2 separate regions of the Rattus norvegicus genome follow, and region 1 is linked to region 2. The links are chromatin contacts, called in public Hi-C maps. All regions are on one chromosome and are shown on one strand. The core of a region is the stretch at or near the end of the contact, and the rest is flanking DNA. Distances in the headings are between cores, read along the strand shown.

Region 1 (2,856 bases), core at 327-2,826, 100 kb before region 2:
TTACAGGTGCTTGTGGGCCACCTACACACACGCATCCTAGAAGAACACACATCTAAGTCACCATTTCAAACAGATTTATTTTGTACTTATGTACATGGTGCTTGCAGGGATGACGACCAGAAGCCAAAAGAGCATTTTGGGTCCTCTGGTGCTTATGAAACTCCAGAGGTCAGTGCTGGGAACCAGTTTTCCAGAGAACAGCTAGTCCAGTTCCTCTACTTGGTTTTTGTTTTTGTTTGTTTTTTGACAGTTTCCTTGTATAGCCCTGGCTGTCCTGGAACTCACTCTATAGACCAAACCTGCCTCTGCCTCCCTAGTTCTGTGATTAAAAGCGTATGCCACCACAACCTGGCTTGTTAACCGAGAATGGATGCATCAAGCCCTTTTAAGCACCTTAACATAAGGACTATAATCCTCACAGACACCTTTAAGAATGAGTGAAAGAGGGGTTGGGGATTTAGCTCAGTGGTAGAGCGCTTGCCTAGGAAGCGCAAGGCCCTGGGTTCGGTCCCCAGCTCCGGGGGGGGGAAAAAAAAAAAGAACCAAAAAAAAAAAAAAAAAAGAATGAGTGAAAGAGTGGGTGTGACACAAGCCTGTAGTCCTAGACCTTGGGAGGCTGGGAGGGTCTTAGACAGTGAGATCAGACTCCATTTAATTTATTAATGGCTGGAGAGGTAGCTCAGTGGTTAAGAAAGCACTGGTTCTTGCAGAAGACTTGGGTTTGGTTCCCAGCACCCATATGATGGTTTATAACCGCTTGGAACTCCAGTTGCAAGGGACCGTAAGACTAGTTTCTGTGGGCACAAGGTGTACGGGTGCGCATGTGAGTGTGTACACACTCACACACACACACACACACACACACAAACATTCATGCACATAAAATAAATTTAAAAGTATATATTGCCCTTGGACCCCAATCGAAAACCAGTTTGGCAAGAACATGAGCTGGCAAATAAAGTCCAGTCCCATCGGCTTGCCTCTCCCCCAGGATGTAGTCTCTTAATGGCATCTGCTTCCTCTGCCTACAAAGGCAGAGAGGATGGCTAGCATTGGAACCCACTGTGAGATGGAAGGAGGGCCTGGCTGTGGTGGGAGAGTGGATGTGAAGGTGTGCTGATAGTCTAATCCTAAAGTGGAAGAAAAGGAAACAAATTGGACGGGGTGCACTAAAACCAAAAGGCAGCTGGGCGTGTCACATGCCTGTCAACCAGCAAACCGAAGGAAAAAGCAGGACCAAGAGGCCAGCCCGAGCTACATATATGTATACATCGAGACCCTGCCTCCAAAACATTTAAATGTAAAAAAGCAGAGGGGAGAGGTAAACAAGTTGCCTTTTGCTTTTACGTGCCCGACAGTAGGGACACTCAAGTCTCTTGCGACCTCGGGGATCCAAACCTCAAGCTGTAATATTTACAACCCTGGACAAGTTACATGAAGGTCGCGCGTGGCGCGCACCAAGCTAATAGGAGCGCCGAAGCGCCTTCGCACGAGAATGTGATTGGATAAAGACGGGGGAGCGGGAGGAGGCGGAGAGAGGAGGGGGCGGAGCCTGTCTCAGGCGGAAGGGGGCGCGCTCACGGGGTCGCAGGCGGAGTTGCTATGGATGGGGCCGCGGTAGCCAGTGACCTGCTGACACTGGGGTAAGGGATTTTGCGGTTTGGCCTGGGGCACGGGAAGGGCGCACTCTCCTGGATACGCGGAAGCAGAGGGACTCGCACTGACGCGCGCCCCGCCGCAGGTACGATGCCCTCCCAGAGGGGGCGTCTCGGGGCCCCGCGTGTGCGGACTTCAGGGCGCTGTGCGCGCGACTGGCGGCGGAGCTGACGACTCTGGGAGCTGTGGAGCGGCGAGAGGAGGGCACCGCGGTTCTCGGCGCCGGCCACGGTGCGTGAAATGCTGGGTGGACGGCGGGTGGAGCCGCGGAACCCGCTGCTCCCTGATGGCTTCTTCCTCCCGCAGGCCCGGACGCAGAGGAAGAGTTCCTGCGGCAGTTGGCTGGCCTGCTGCGGGCGTTGCACTGCCCGGATCGCGCGCTCTGCGGCGGAGACTGCGCCACCATGCTGCGGGAGCCCGGTGGCGGCCTGCGCCTGCTGCGTGAGCAAGCCGGAAAGGCGCGGGGGAGGCGGCGGTGGGCGGGGCCCCTGAAGGGGGCGGGCTCGCACTCTGAGACTGGACTCTCAGGGGCGTGGCCAAAGCTTTGTGCTGAGCTTGAAGGCCACAGCTAGAGAGACTGGTTCGGGCTGGGTTAGAATTCTGACTAGGGCCTCTGAAAGCTTTAATGCGTTGAGTTAAACGCCAGTCGGTTGGTTCTGAAGTGGACTCACACCCTCCAGTGTAAGCGGATGAGGCTTACTCTGGGGGAGGGGCCAAGGTTCTGGTTGGGCATTGACCTACTCCTATTTCTAGGGTTTCTTTGCTCTGAGCTCCAGGCTGCTCGCCTCTTGCATCTAAAGCTCCAGCGTGATCCTAGCCCTGTGCCGTCCTTTGGAGAAGGCACGAAGGAGGGAAATGACGTGGTTCAGGAACTGATGCTAACTCTTAAAGCCCTGGGGCTACCTAGACCCCTGCGTGGAACCCTGGCTAGCCAGCTACTTCGGGAGTTTCATGACAAGGTAGAGAGACAGAGACCCCTCTTGAGGTACCTTACTTGTGGAGAGGACCCCAAACCAGCGCTAGAAAGTATGACCCAACCACAGGGACCATTCTTTCTAATTCGCTTTTGCTGTGATAAAACACTGACCAAAGCCATCTCGGGGAGGAAACGGTGTGTTTCCCTTTACAAGTTACAGCCCATCATTGAAGGAACCCAAGGCAGGAACTCAAGCCTCAAGCCGACCATGCAGGAACGCCGTT
Region 2 (2,773 bases), core at 180-2,679:
TGTGGGAGGGTTGTGGGCTGCCTGAAACCATGCACACATGGAAGAAATGTTTATCAAAGAGATCGGAGGGAAAATAAGCCCCTCCTCTTTAGCAAGCCCCTCCCCTTTAGCAAGCTCCTCCCATTTAGTAAACACTCCCCCGTCCCCCTCCCCCATCCTCCTTTCTTCTTTGTTTTTGTTTGTTTGTGTTTTGGGTTGTTTTGGTTTTGTTGTTTTGTCTTGTTTGGTTTTGTTTTTGAGACAGGGTCTTTCTGTGTAGCCCTGGCTGTCCTGGGACTCACTCTGTAGACCAGGCTAACCTGTAACTCAGAGAGCCACTTACCTCCTCCCTACCCCACCCCCCGCCCCTGGCATCGTAGCACGTACGTCCTGGGATTAAAAATGTGTGCCACCACTGTGCAGCCTGTGTCCTCTTCTCTAATTACTTTTCAAGAATTAATTTAACTGAGAATCGGGTGTGGTCCAGTGGTAGAACACTTGCCTAGCACGTGTGAGGTGCCATGTTCCACCCCCCCACATACAATTCAAACAACAGCAACAATTCCTACCCTGTGCGGAAGGTACTACAATAATCCCACTGTGCAGATAGGGAACCTGAGGCTGAAAGAGAGCTGGTCTCGGCTGAGTTGCAAAGCATAAATGATAAATGGCAGGGAGCTGTACAGCTTTATCTGTTACCTTCCAGCCATGTGGGGACAGAGAAGGTGGTAAGGGGTGAGCTGGCATGGTGGGCACAGCCCAGACCCTCTCTCTCTCTTCTCTTCAGTGGATGACGTTCAAGTTTCTTGCTACCGAACACTATGCAGTATCTACTCTCTGGGAACCACCAGGAACCCCTACGTGGAAAAGTAAGAAAAACGGGACAGATTATTGGGTTTATATAGGCACTTAGAGGCGATGGGGTGAAAGGAGAGGACATGTGAAGTGGAATGGGGGTGCAAAGCCGGACAAGGTAAAATCTTGAACTTGCCACTAAACTAGGGTAGCTGAAGTTCGCGCCAGAAGCCAAGAGAGGGCGCAAATTGCAAAGGCCAGGCAGAGAAACAGAGGCTGTGGGATCTGGGAGAGCGGGATCAGACTAAGGATGCTTGAGTGGCTTCTCTGGGGAACAAGCTTGACCTGGTAGGAGACGTGCAGAAACGGGGCAGCAGCTCGCTGGGGATCACGAGAGAGGAACATTTCAGTCTGCATACAAGTCTTTGTCAGGCACACAGAGAAGGGCACACGAGAGCGGCGCCTGCAACTCTGCTCCAGAGCGGACCAGTAGGGGCGCTCCTGTGCAGAATGGGGATGGAGCTCAAGACTATGGAGGGGCTCTTGGAAAATAACTGCTGCTCTCTTTCCAGGCTGCGGCCAGCCCTGGGGGAATGCCTGGCCCGCCTGGCCGCAGCCATGCCAGTGGCATTCCTGGAGCCTGAGCTGAATGAATACAACGCCTGCTCTGTCTACACCACCAAGTCTCCTCGAGAGCGGGCCAGTGAGTTGCGTGGACTGGGGCAGCTAGCTGTCAGGGTCACAGGAGAGCCACGTTCAGCGTGGAGTGCTCCCTAAATCTGGGCTGTGAGGGGCTGAGAATTCTCCAGGAAATAGTGTTCCACAACGGCCAGACCTTGAGGGGTTCAGGCCATGCTGTAAGGGGCCATCCGAAGCCACTCCACTGGGAGGATTGGGGGGGGTCAGAGATGAAGTTAGGCGCTATGAGGCGTGTTATGGAGTTGGTAACGTGAAGCTCAGGGAGGCAAGTGCCTTCATGAATACTTTTCATTCACAATTAGGGGCAAGACTCAGAGGTGGTGGCCACACAAGCCACAGGAAGACATCCTGTATTCTCAATCTTGGGGTTAGAACCAGGAGTGGGGTTCAGAGAATAGTCAGGAGACTTGTCCTTAGTCATGCTGGGCTCCCCAAACCGAGGTGGGTAGGGTGGCATGAGCTTGGACCCCAAAATCTGGAAGGTAAGATACTGAAGGGCCTTCTTCAGGGCCATCTCCACTCCTTAGAAAGTTCAAGGCCACCCTGGACTACATGAGACTCAGCACCCCACCCCCTTCAAAACAAAAAAAGAATAAATGGCTCACTTCCAGTCCACAGAATGGAACAGTGGGTGATGGACTGTGGGTTTCCAGAGACAAAACCGGAGTCTAGAGATCTGAGACCTAAAACTGAAGGCTCCAGATGGTGGAACTAGCCCAGGCCTTTCCTCTGAGCACTCTGGGGACTGAGATGGGAGGTACTGTCATGAGGCCCACCAGGATTGGAAAGCACTTTTTCCAGCTTGCCACATAACATACCGAGAGTTCAGGTGATTTTAGGAATGGAGGTGTTTAGGGCTCAAGGCTTGCACTTGACCCCATCTGGACAAAAAGTTGGGATTTTTGCCTCAGAAGTTCAGTGTGGAAGTCCCACGTCATTCCAGGCATGATGTCATATACCCTTACTCCTCTGACTCAGGAGGCAGAGGCTGGTGGATCTCTGTGAGTTCAAGGCCAACCTGGTCTACATAGTGAGTTCAAGGCCAGCCTGGTCTACATAGTGAGACCAAGTTCCATACCAGGGGTATCTTTTGGGGTTGGAGTCAAATCTTGCATTTGACTTTAGGGGTTAATAAGTGTGGAGAGGTAAAGTACTTGGGGGTCACGATTTCAGTGGGAGGCCGTGAAAGGTACCTGGGTTGGAAGGTGAGATGGGAGGGAGGGTCTTTTGGAGACTCTTCTAGGTATAAGGTGATTCATAGGTGTCAGGTGGGTCAGGGAAGGTAATGGATTGAGAGCTG

What was found. Hi-C and Micro-C count contacts between places; a contact is called where the count stands out from the background.
Region 1: a Hi-C map of Schwann cells shows a contact between it and region 2, with 1.8 times the contacts expected there. The contact joins the promoter of Fam98c here to the enhancer-like site in region 2.

What each region holds. Positions count from the first base shown.
Region 1 is chr1:93,582,551-93,585,406 of GRCr8, reverse strand. Fam98c (family with sequence similarity 98, member C) reads left to right here and starts at 1,576. Exons shown (of 8, transcript NM_001198584.1): 1 at 1,576-1,643; 2 at 1,742-1,887; 3 at 1,963-2,097; 4 at 2,410-2,615. The coding sequence starts at 1,603. The region is part of intron 1 of LOC103689966 (MARCKS-related protein-like); the gene reads right to left.
Region 2 is chr1:93,478,262-93,481,034 of GRCr8, reverse strand. It overlaps Ryr1 (ryanodine receptor 1), which reads left to right. Exons shown (of 106, transcript NM_001419537.1): 64 at 767-848; 65 at 1,347-1,477. All of the region lies in intron 1 of LOC103689966 (MARCKS-related protein-like), which reads right to left. Among named protein-coding and RNA genes, the nearest start is that of Ryr1, 72 kb to the left of the region's middle. Within about 2 kb of position 1,429, at least 6 of the 93 cell types and tissues checked have an H3K27ac peak or open chromatin away from gene starts, as enhancers often do. A contact at or near this core is called in Schwann cells, where this site is marked.